3 separate regions of the Mus musculus genome follow, and all the other regions are linked to region 3. A link is a contact called in public Hi-C and promoter capture Hi-C data. All regions are on one chromosome and are shown on one strand. Each heading gives the region's core, a stretch centred on a gene start, on an enhancer-like site or on the middle of the called end of the contact. The rest is flanking DNA. Distances are from core to core; before and after follow the strand shown.

Evidence for each region. Promoter capture Hi-C pulls out the DNA fragments that hold promoters and counts their contacts. A called contact is a pair of places that touch in the nucleus more often than the background predicts.
Region 1: a contact with region 3 is called in a promoter capture Hi-C map of hippocampal neurons, with 8 times the contacts expected there. The contact joins two enhancer-like sites. A contact is called at or near these places in 1 of 39 promoter capture datasets (hippocampal neurons), 3 of 484 Hi-C or Micro-C datasets (cerebral cortex, cortical neurons and forebrain) and 3 of 115 datasets of contacts at active chromatin or transcription factors (embryonic basal ganglia, embryonic hindbrain and neural tube).
Region 2: a Hi-C map of cranial neural crest shows a contact between it and region 3, with 2.1 times the contacts expected there. The contact joins two enhancer-like sites. A contact is called at or near these places in 2 of 484 Hi-C or Micro-C datasets (cerebral cortex and cranial neural crest) and 1 of 115 datasets of contacts at active chromatin or transcription factors (neural tube).

The regions. Positions count from the first base shown.
Region 1 is chr1:76,503,685-76,507,153 of GRCm38.p6, forward strand. No RefSeq gene overlaps it. Among named protein-coding and RNA genes, the nearest start is that of Mir6343, 4.1 kb to the right of the region's middle. Within about 2 kb of position 1,612, at least 4 of the 459 cell types and tissues checked have an H3K27ac peak or open chromatin away from gene starts, as enhancers often do. A contact at or near this core is called in hippocampal neurons, where this site is marked.
Region 2 is chr1:76,244,179-76,248,001 of GRCm38.p6, forward strand. No RefSeq gene overlaps it. Among named protein-coding and RNA genes, the nearest start is that of Gm32737, 150 kb to the left of the region's middle. Within about 2 kb of position 2,228, at least 16 of the 459 cell types and tissues checked have an H3K27ac peak or open chromatin away from gene starts, as enhancers often do.
Region 3 is chr1:75,652,040-75,655,694 of GRCm38.p6, forward strand. No RefSeq gene overlaps it. Among named protein-coding and RNA genes, the nearest start is that of Slc4a3, 110 kb to the left of the region's middle. Within about 2 kb of position 1,927, at least 60 of the 459 cell types and tissues checked have an H3K27ac peak or open chromatin away from gene starts, as enhancers often do. A contact at or near this core is called in hippocampal neurons, where this site is marked.

The DNA.
Region 1 (3,469 bases), core at 362-2,861, 850 kb after region 3:
TGGAGAATATATAGGTTACTGGGAAACCAACATGATGGTCTTAAGAGGGTCAGTGATAGAGAAACTAAGAAATTCAGCACTCCAAATACAACCTTGTAACAAAGATCTCCCTATGCTGGAAGTAAGGTGGACTAGATATTGAGGGAAAGTTTTACAGTCTAGAGACTATGGCTACTTTCCTAGAGACTGCGCAAGTGAATTCCTTTGTTCTAATTTCTGATTTCCAATAGGGAACCACATGTCAACATAAAAACCTCTTGGACACTAGAAGGGATCTTAGTGTTCATCAGTTCGTGGATATTTTCCTCAACATCGGGGATCCCTTTGAAAATCAGAGCAAATTATTGTTTTCAAAGACAATAGTACATTACTACTACTATACGCATGCCATTTTTAAAGAATAAGAGAGCTGAAAAATAAAAAAATGGAGTCCTTAGACACAAGAAAGGGCCTGGCTATAGCCCACTCTATGTGCCCAATTTTACAATAGGGAAAATCAGGACTTCTTATATAACAATATATCTTCAAGACTAGTTTGTTGGTTAGTATATGCCAACGTAAGGTAGAGTTATCTAAAAGGAGGGAACGTCACCTGAGAAAATGGCTTCAATAAGATCCAGCTGAAGGGTATTTTCAAAATTAGGATCAATGAGAGAGGGCCCAGCCCACTGTAGGTAGTGCTATTCCTAGGATGGTGGTTCTGGGTTCTATATAAAAGCAGGCTGAGAAAGATCTGAGAAGCCACTAAGCAGCACCCCCTCCACGGGCTCTGCATCAGCTCTTGCTTTCAGGTTCCGTCTCTGTTTGAGTTCCTGTCCTGATTTTCATTAATGATGAATACCAATATGGAAGTATAAGCCAAATAAACTCTTTCATTCCCAGTATGCTTTTGTTTTGTTCATTTGTTTGTTTGTTTGTTTGTTTGTTTTTGAGATAGGGTTTCTTTGTGCAGCCTTAGCTGTCCTGAAACTCGCTCTGTAGACCAGGGTAGCCTCAAACTAACAGATTTCTGCCTGCTTCTGTTTCCTTAGTGCTGGGATTAAAGGCATGTGTCACTGCCGCCTGGCCCCAATGTGCTTTTTGGTTGTGGTGTTTTGTCACAGCAATAGAAATCCTGACTAAGGCAAGTAACTAACAAATTTACATTAGACCTTGGCTTGCAAGATCCAGACTTATGCCTCAGTGCTCTTAGGATAATAGGTACACATGGCCTTCATATATTTATGGGGTAATGGTAGGGAAATAAAAGCCTTAGTATCCTTCAGCATTTTTAAATCTTAGGGAGGCATTGGGTAGGAAGGCCCAGAGGTATGGCTTTCTCACCCCCTAATTTTCATTGATCCATTTTATCTTTATCTCTTAGCTTCTATTTTAGTTTCCTCTAAAATTGCTGCAGGCAACCTTTCTTTTCTCATGCCCAGGGCTTGCCTAAGACATGACATTCACTGCATGCTGTCCATTCTCCAATCAGCACTTTACACTGTTGAATCTCTCAATTGAACCCAAGATCCTTGATAAGCTTGGGAAGGAACACTTGGAGCAAGTGTCCTTTGTTCTTCTCTTGGCTCCTGCTCTGCCCATGTGTTCTAGGCAGGACTTCCAATTAGGATGCCTGAAAGGAAAGAGCAGATTGGAGCTGCTATGTCTTCCTCTGGTGCCAGCAGGTCTGGGGGTGGCATTATGAGCTTCCCAAAAACTCATTGGGAAAGACTTGCTTCCAAAGCAAGAAAATATGGCTTATTAGCCTAGAGGTACAGAATAGGAAAGACAATGTGGCCAGTTGGTAGATCTGGGATGGGTTTCCAACTGGATTGATTCATGCCTATTCTGATAGAGATTAGCTGGCCTTAAAGCTAAACAAGATCCTCTTTTCTCCTTACTGCATGCATTCATGTTCTGTCTCTGTAACTGAGCTGTCAGGAGCTAAAGCCTGATTTTGTTGTTGGTATACTCAGCATCCATGTTACAGCTTTCATATGTGTGTCTATTGGCCAGAGGAGAAATGCCATGAATGTGAGATCTGAGGTTTGATGTGTTGCTATAGTCTCAGTCTCAGAGAGGAACTCAGTACATATCACAATGGCTTTACAAGTACTTAACTAGCTGTGCCATTTATTTTTTCTACAACTGAAGACTTTCCTTGTAATGCTGGGAGAAAATAACAAATATGAAATATATGATAATATTATTTGAGAAGTCCTCACCCTATCCAAGGGAAAGAGCATGGGCATTGGACCTGGAGAGATCCCAGCTCATGCTCTGTGTCCTTTCTGTGCGATCCAGGACAGAACAGCCAACTGTCTGAATTGCTGTTTTTACCCACGGCATTTTACCTGTATAAAGGGCTTTGCCTATGTCTCAGCACATGATAGACCTAGAGTTGCTGGTAATTTATTGTTGCTTTTTGGGGACTTTCCCATTTTAATTTGAAATCTGTGAAGTTTCTGCTTTTCTTTTTAAGTTCTCTCTGTGTGGATTAGAACATATCAATTTGTAGAGGCACTATTTTGATGGGCAGTAGCCGTGAAACAACACAGCAAGAAAGGACTTCAGTGTTAGGAAAAAGAATCAATTCTTAGAACAAGTGAGGAGCTAGTTTGACGATTGGAATTTCTGTCCTGAGTTCCGGGGGTGTGGACTATATATCTTCTAAATGGAGTAAGTTGAAGCTTAAGGGACATACCCACTTCTTAATGCACATTTACATAGACACATATTACACAGCATAGACCAGTAGTCAGTAAAACAAGGGTGGATTTGTGTGTTGGATCACTCTTTTAAAACTGAAATAACTGACAAATGCATGGATAAATACTTAGACTTCTACTCTGAATGTATACATGGGGAGAGGGGTAGGAATTGGAGGAGGGAGGGTGGGAAGGGGAGTGAGAGAGTGAGAGAACTCAAGAGAGAGCTAGGAAAAGTGAATGACAACGGAGGCTTTACACTCATGTCCTTCTGTCTGCCCTTTGTCACATCACGTAGCATCCTGGGAAATCAAGGTGATATTCCAAGAGCAATTTCTGGGGACTAAAAGTAGAACCCATGAGAAGAGTAGACCTTTAGGAGTTGCCATGTTGGCGTGAACTTGAAGTTGTAATTTTAAAGGTGTTTGGTATGCGAGAAGAGAAAGAAAGGACCTTGGCTACCCTGTTTCCGGCCTATTCCCATGTGACTACTCATACCTCAGATCCAACTGTAAACAAGCTGCAGCAGGAGGAAAAAGAGAAGTATGGTGTCTGTAATTCCCCCAGATTTTACTGTTTTTCACTTACATACAATTGAGCTAATAAACAAAATTAAAATATAAAATCGTGAACACCTCTTAGCAAAGATGAATGCCAAGATATAGGCAATAACGTTGTGCTGATTAGAGCAACATGTCATAGTTAATGTAACTTTTTAAAGTTGTGTCTGTAAGAGTAAATTAATATCACTGGCTGACAATGTTCAGGCATAGTAAATTTAG
Region 2 (3,823 bases), core at 978-3,477, 590 kb after region 3:
TGAGCCTTGCTCTTTCCCGTAAATAAAAGGAGAAATGGAGATTATAGGCCCAGCATAGAAGGCTCAACTGAACAATAGACTTGGAAGAACTGATAACTGTTCAAACTTTGCATACACACAAAGGATTTTCATGATGGTACATGATCAGAACTGAATTGCTTTGCTCTAACCTAAGAGGCTAGAACCAGAGAAGAGTGAATGGGTGTGACACCAGTGCTTACTAAGCTAGTCCGGAACCAACTCCTTATTTACACGTGGAGTGCACACAGTCATGTGCGTGGCTCAGATCTATCAGTGCAATCCATGCTCTCCAGACAGGCAGTTTCACATAAACACTGCCAATTCATTTGCAGGTATTTGAAACCTCCATCTTTAGCTTCTCAGCTAATTTGGTACATTTGTTCATTAGTGTGTGTTCTCTTACCTAGCAATCAAATAAACAGATTTTAAAGTGGACTTATCTTATGACGTAAGCCCCATAGACTTCATTTCCTGCTGCCCAACCTTACCTCCTGGTTCTGGATCTTGCGTGCTGCTTCTGATTTTTTGGGGGGGTTCATGGCTGGGACATTTTTACACTGATCTCCAGTCCAGCTTCTTCTCTGAGTCCATTCCAGGGAATCCCCACACTGTGGAACTCCTTTCTCAGGAACTGTTGTGAAAGGAACATTTGTTATCTGCTGAAGCCTCCTGACCTCTTTCTGCCAGACAACTCTCCTCTGCCTTTCTGAGAATTACTCATCAGCAGCTGTGGCGAAACAGGAATCTCTTCTTGGGTGTAAGGCCCTGGAGTTCTTAATGTTCTCCCTACTAAGATCTTCCTCGTTTTACTCTAAGCCACAAGATCAGATTGTTTCTCCTGAGACTTTGACTTTTGAAAGGGCAAGATTTCTGGACTACGGGGGAAACCCTTTTTTTTTTTTTTGGGCCATGGTCTGTCTCCTCAAGAGGCTTGTTAGGCTGAGGCACTGAGGAGCACCCATCCATCATATTTAGCTTTTGTTCTCATCCTTTGGGTCTTATCCCTTTCTTACACTTGGGTCCCCATATACTTACATCAAGCTTCTTTTCTGCTTCAATCACACACAGTGGAGGAAATCTGAATGAGACACCCTTCTTCCATGTAGTGATGGATGTCTAAAGCTGTTCATTGAGATGTAAGTGCTTCCAGAGTGCCTATCCTTCGCAACTACACTATTCTGGCAGTCAACAGTCAATTAGGTCATCACCTTTCCAAAGTCAGGAATCATGTCTTATTTTTCTTGGAGTATCCATCACTGCCAGAGTCCTCAGTGGAACTCACCTGCCACGTATATTTGCGGCCTGGTAGGTTTCAGATGGCTTCCGAGGCATTGTACCAGTCTTAGCCCTGGAAGCTTCCAGAGCCCTGTGTTCCACAGTGCCGCAGCAAAGACGTTGGATCGGCTGTTGCTTCGAGTGCCTCTGGGCAAGTCATTAGATCTTTTTCTTTAATTTGCCTTTGCTTCCTGCAAAGGGAAAATGAGGTGAATAAATTGCCTCCATCAAGTGCAAAATTTAATGTGCTAAGTGTGCTTGTGTCTCCAGCTTCATAAAGGTATGTACTATATAAACACTACATGGGTGTAACCAGGAGCCTTTGAAAAAATCTTAATGTGAATTTATTTTGAAGAAAAAAAAAACCTATACCTATTCTTTTTATAAACATTTGTTAAGGCACGCACATTTTAATCTCCCCCAGGGATATGTTTCAGTGGGGGAAGCTTTATCTTGGCACAAGTTTAAGATCTCTGTGTCTTTCCTTTTTTCTCCACTCTCATTCACACAACACAAAATTCTCCACTACAAAGACACATGGACACATTATCTGATTAGGTCTATTTACCTTCTCTGTATATCTTTATTGGGCATCTATTGTACATGAGGTCCGTGTCAGGCTCTAAGGACATGATGTATAAAAATAGTCTCCTTGGTCACTAGGTGAGACAGATATTCGTGCATTCATGCGTGCATTCACCTATCCAACAAAGGAGCTGACTGTATCAGGCACCCTTTTAGGTTCTGGGGAACAAGAATGAATAAATAATACAAACAACTATTTGGTTCTCTAGGACACTTGCTACAGGGAAGCCATATGCTAGGTTCATTGAGAATGATGTCCCAGGGGAACTGTGCTGGGATTCAGTCTTGAAGGGCACACATGACGGAAAGTAATCGAAGTGGATGAGGACACAGGCAGGCTTATGTGCTCTGTAGAGCCGGGAGCTCTGTATAATTATAGAAGTGCTGAGGCCTGTGAAAATGGGACAGATCCAGGAACAGAAGTTCGCAGTGGCCTGACTGATCACTTTATGAATAGAAAAGAATTCCCTGGTATCCTGGGGGTGGGGGTGGGGGATGTATCTCGCTGAAGCTTTCTATTCAGAGACTTGACCTGCAGATGAGTGTGAGACAGTCGTGGCTGCCCTGTTTGTAAGAGGCATTTGACGCTGATTATCCTGCCTCTCCTTGAGAGTGGCTGTTGCAGGATTGGAAAGTCTTTGCATCAAAAGTAGCAGCTGTGTGGTGTGGTATCCCTGTGCTTCTCTTGTAGGCAGAGGGCGTTTTTATTATTTCAAGATGCAAGCCAAGTATTATCAGAAGGTGCTGGAGCTTGGGAGTTACCAAAATTTTGGATGATTCACAATGCAGGCTGTTAAACAGCATGACATCTTGATTTAACACTCCCCTGGCTAAGAAGCCAACACAGCAGTTTTAAAAACTGTACCCATGACTATGTGTGGGTCACTTCTGAGCCATTTGTATGTAATTTAGGATTTATTGAATTTTTTGGAGCATTCATATGTAATTCCAGACTTAACAGTTGCTCTGCAAACTATCAAATATTTATATTGTTTTCTTCAGATGTATTTATTATTTACTGTACATTCTATGAAATATTTACACCGATTTTTTAAAAAGAAGAGATATATATTATTTACACCGCCTTGAAGTTCCTCTCAACATAAGTAAAATGATAAGTTGAGGCTTAAAGACTCCCAAGGATGCTGCTCAGGGTTTGTCGGCAACCACACGGAGGCTCTGTCCCAGAAGAAAACACCTGGCAATAGCATTACGCAATTAAAGCTGATGTTTGGGACCACCCAGCTCTCTGTGGAGCTCCGACTTCCTCTAGCTCGCCAGTCTCAATTGGCAGAAGGGAAATTTAAAACAGCTCCTCCCAATGTCTCTCCTTGCCCTCCCAGGGTTCCAGGTGTCTTTACCACGCAGGCAGCACCTCCCGCCCATGTCTCTCTGGGACCTGGAACATCCCCCAAAGTGCAGAAGGAAATGCAATATAGAGCTTCCTAGATTACACCAGACTCCACTGGCTGTGTCACCAATCCCAGGCATTCCACTCTCTTCCTTATCCTAGGGAATTTCTGAAGGAGTCAGAGGCATAGCCTGGTCATCTATGCTCTTAAATACGTGCCTGTTGGTTCCGATTATCAGTTAAATGTGGGGACTTTTGGAAGAGAACCTTATGTATGTCATTTTCAGTATCATCCACACTTGAAACATCCTTGGATGATCCTGGATTCCCTCCTATCTGGCTGTCAGCCCTCTCTTACCTGGTCTGCAGATGTCTGAGCAAGTCTTCCCCTTGCCAAGGAGCCCTAGGTCCTGCGGTCTGACTTAGATCTGCGATTCACGTTTGATAAGTGTGGGTACTCTGGATCTATTATTAGACATAATTTAACAAGACAAATTCTATGGTTACGTAAGTATCTGAGTTGTACTAGTGTTTCCATTACTGTCAGATGGCATCCATTCTCCAGGAAACCCATGCTCTGTTTAGGTAAAA
Region 3 (3,655 bases), core at 677-3,176:
ATTGAAAACTTTTAGGGATGGGGAGATGGCTCAGTGGGTAAAGGCATTTGCTGCCAAGCCTTATGACCTTGGCTCAATCCTGGGCCCACCACAGGAAGGAGAGAACTGAGTCCTGGAAGTTGTGCTCCACAAGCACACCATAGCAATGTGAACACACACACACACACACACACACACACACACACACACTAAATAAATGCAAAAAATAACAATTCAGTTCCTAAATTGAGGGCTTAGCAATCAAATGACTACAGATATTAATGAGATACTTAGGGGCAACAGTTTTATCATTACCCTAGTTAGTTTCTATATTTCAAAATAAATTGCAAATTATTCATTTCATCAATGACATATAAACAAGAAGCAAAGAAAATAAATGATTGTTTGCCACATGAAAACATTTCTTATTTTTTCTACTGAATAATTATTAAGCATAAAAAAACCTAATTGAATCTCATTTCTACAAATCATTAAGGAGTTTTTGAGCCAAACAAGCCATGGCCTTTTTGCTGATGGGATTGTAAATATCACCAGTCTAGAAAAAAATTAGCCGATCATTTATTCTGCAGAGGGCATTACTGCATTTCTGTAAACACATCATGTCATTGTAGAGTTGGGAAATTGACCAGAGGCTGGGGAAAAAAAAATCTCACTTGGCCAGCAGAGGTCACTCTTTCTCCTTTATCGATCCCAGTAACCGGCTTCTGAGTGTTTAGTCAAAGGTGTTTTGAGCTTGAAGCTCAGCCAGAGGCTGTGGAAATAATACACATCATCAAGGCGAGCTCTGCTTTCTTACACACATGCACGCACACATGCACGCGCGCGCGCACACACACACACAGACAGACACAGAGTTTAAATGTTTTACTCTAGCTGGACAACTCACATACATATAATAAGAGCCACTCGGTTATGCATGTTAATGCATTTCTTTAATTAATCTGTTTCATCAACTATTACTCTAATGCTTACTGGTGCCAGCTCCAATTCTGCCCAGTTCTCTGACTTATGAACCAAAGCTTAGATTTCTATAAATACCTGCAGGTGACTGGCATGAACCTTTAGAGAGAGTTTCTGCAGAGGAACCAGGAACTAACTAGGACCAGGCTGTATTGAACCCTGGCCAAGCAGAGAGGCCAGTGCCAGGCACTGAGGGTTAAGCTGGAGAGGTACATACCCTACCCTGGCTTCTGTGTTTGGCTTTGTTATGGAAACAAAAGCATATGCTAGCAGTTCTTTCGAAGGTTGGGCCATAGAATGAATTTAGATGAATTATACATGAATATCCAAAGTATAGGCCAGTCATAAGTATCTATAGATGGTCACGACAGCTGAGTGATGGAACTGTCTAGTAGTGAGGTAAACCACTCAGCGTTTGTCTGGCCAAATCATTAAAAGTATTTCAGTAATTCATTTTTAATATCTTTCTTTATGGGGGACATAGTGGGCATTTTTAGGAAGTGCCTGGGAAAGTTGAGCTTTTGGTTTGCCAATGATTAGCTAAGATCTTTTCTAACTCTTCCATCCCATCTCCTCCTTCCCCCTTCCCTCCCTTCCTGTAGCACCCCCTTCCAGTCCTTTTCTGTCCCTCCCTTCGATTCCCCTCCCCCACTCTTTTTCTTTCCTGAAATACCAATTTCATACAGAATTTTAAAAACGTGGTGGAAATCTGAGATTCTCCGTGGCTGTTTTTCCTTTGGCCACCAGGTGGCGCCATCACAGTGCGCCGGGGTCTAGGCAACCCTTCCTAAAGAACGGAATGTGTCTCTTCCTTAGGTGGTGGGTAGCTTAATGACTAGGTCCGTAGCTCCCTGTAGTGCCTGCGAGGAGCTGCATCCAGGGGAGGAAGATCTATTGGGCTTCCTCACATCGCCCTCTGAAACCTTGGTTTCTCTGGTCTGTGGTTTTGTGCTGGGCCAGCTGCCATCTGCTTACCCAGAATGCCTTGCAAAAGTGTGCTGGAGCCAGCTGGTGTACTTGCTAGAGACTGGTTAAGTAGCCAGGAATTTTGTGAACTGATTGTTGGACCATTGGCAATTAGACATCAGCCTTGGTGGGCGTATTTGAGGCACTAAAAAATCACACGACTTCGTCCTGTTTGCTGATGTATGAGTACTCTTGCCTTTGTGACCCTCGGTTGTATCCAAAACCAACCAACCAATCAAACCATAGTCCCCTGTTGCCTGACGTTAAAAGTGTCAAATTAAAAAAAAAATGCAAATATTTGTAGGGAAGGAAAAAAATTCCTCCTTTTTCTTATCTTTCTTTAAAAGCTTTGAAGCAAAAGTTGTTTCTTTTTAAATGATCAAGTATAGATTTCTGCTCTTCTAGCTAGAGTTTAGTCAAAAGCTGAGGGGATTATTCCAGCTTTCAGCCTCAATCCGATTCCTCTCCTGAAATTAACGTTTGGCCTAGCTATTTTTCCTTCCTGTCTCCCCAGTTTTATTTAACATCCCTTTATCGCCCTCACACTGTGAAACTCTGGCCTCCTGAAGGTGTGTGTCCCCTGACATTGTCCCTGGCCTAGACACCAGTCTTTACCAGTCCTTTAGGACTCAGAAAGCCGTCCAGGTGTAGGTGCACCTAGGCCGCATGCGCTCATGGAGTGCTTGTCAGGAACGATTGTCGTTTTCCGGTTCTCCACGGCGACATTGTTTTACTCCCTGATAGGCCGAGCCTGGACTCCACGGCACGGCTCCGACTGCTTCGGAGGCAAACTCAAGGGAGAAGACAGTCAGTACCCATTGCCTGGGTACTGAGCACTGTTCCTCCTCAGGCTGAGGAGGGCGCACCTAAGTTGGTGCCAGCATTGGAGGGAGGTTGTGGAAGCAGAGGCTTAGAGCTGCTGTGGGGAGAATCCTGTTGAGGACGCTATCACAGCTTCTGCTATAAAACCATTGTCTAGACGATGGTTCACTCCTGTTTGTTGACTGCCTCAGCGAGCCTCATCCCTTGGGCAGAACATTTCTTTTGCACAGATGTTGCATTAGCTGCTCAGGGTGCCATAAAGAGACTTTGCACACTGGGAGGCTTAAGTGACTGGCATTTATATTCTCTCTGTGGAGGCGAGAAGCCCCACAAACTTAATTTATGGTGAGGGCTCTCTTCCCAGCTTCTAGATAGCCTTTTTTCCCCCCTGTATGGCCATGGAAGGGTCTTTCTCCATGGAGTGTCTATTAACTCTTCCTACAAGGACACACTACTAACGGGTTAGGGCCCTAGGACTCCATGAACCTTTAATACCTCCCTAAAGCCCGACATCCAAATAAGTCTAACTGGGGACTAGGGATGCAGTATACAAACTACTGTGGGCCCACAATTAAGTCCATAGCAAATGGCAACTGATGGTTTTAAAAACATTTGGAGCAAGAAGAAATGCGAGGACATAGTCTCCTTTAATCACCGTCTCAGGTTTACCAGATGTATTTAGGAAACTCTTCTACCTGGTCCAATTGCTGCTAGTGTGGGGTAAAGTCATGATTTTTTTTTTCCTGCTTCCCCATGTCCCCATAAGGAGGACCGAGACCTCGTCCTCATTCTGATCCAAGCTTCAATTACCCTTCAGAATTTCCCCACTCACAATTAATGCTTACCCATTTGTAATTAAATAATAAATCTGTGTCATAATTTGAGGAGATTTCCGGTGGCCAACTGA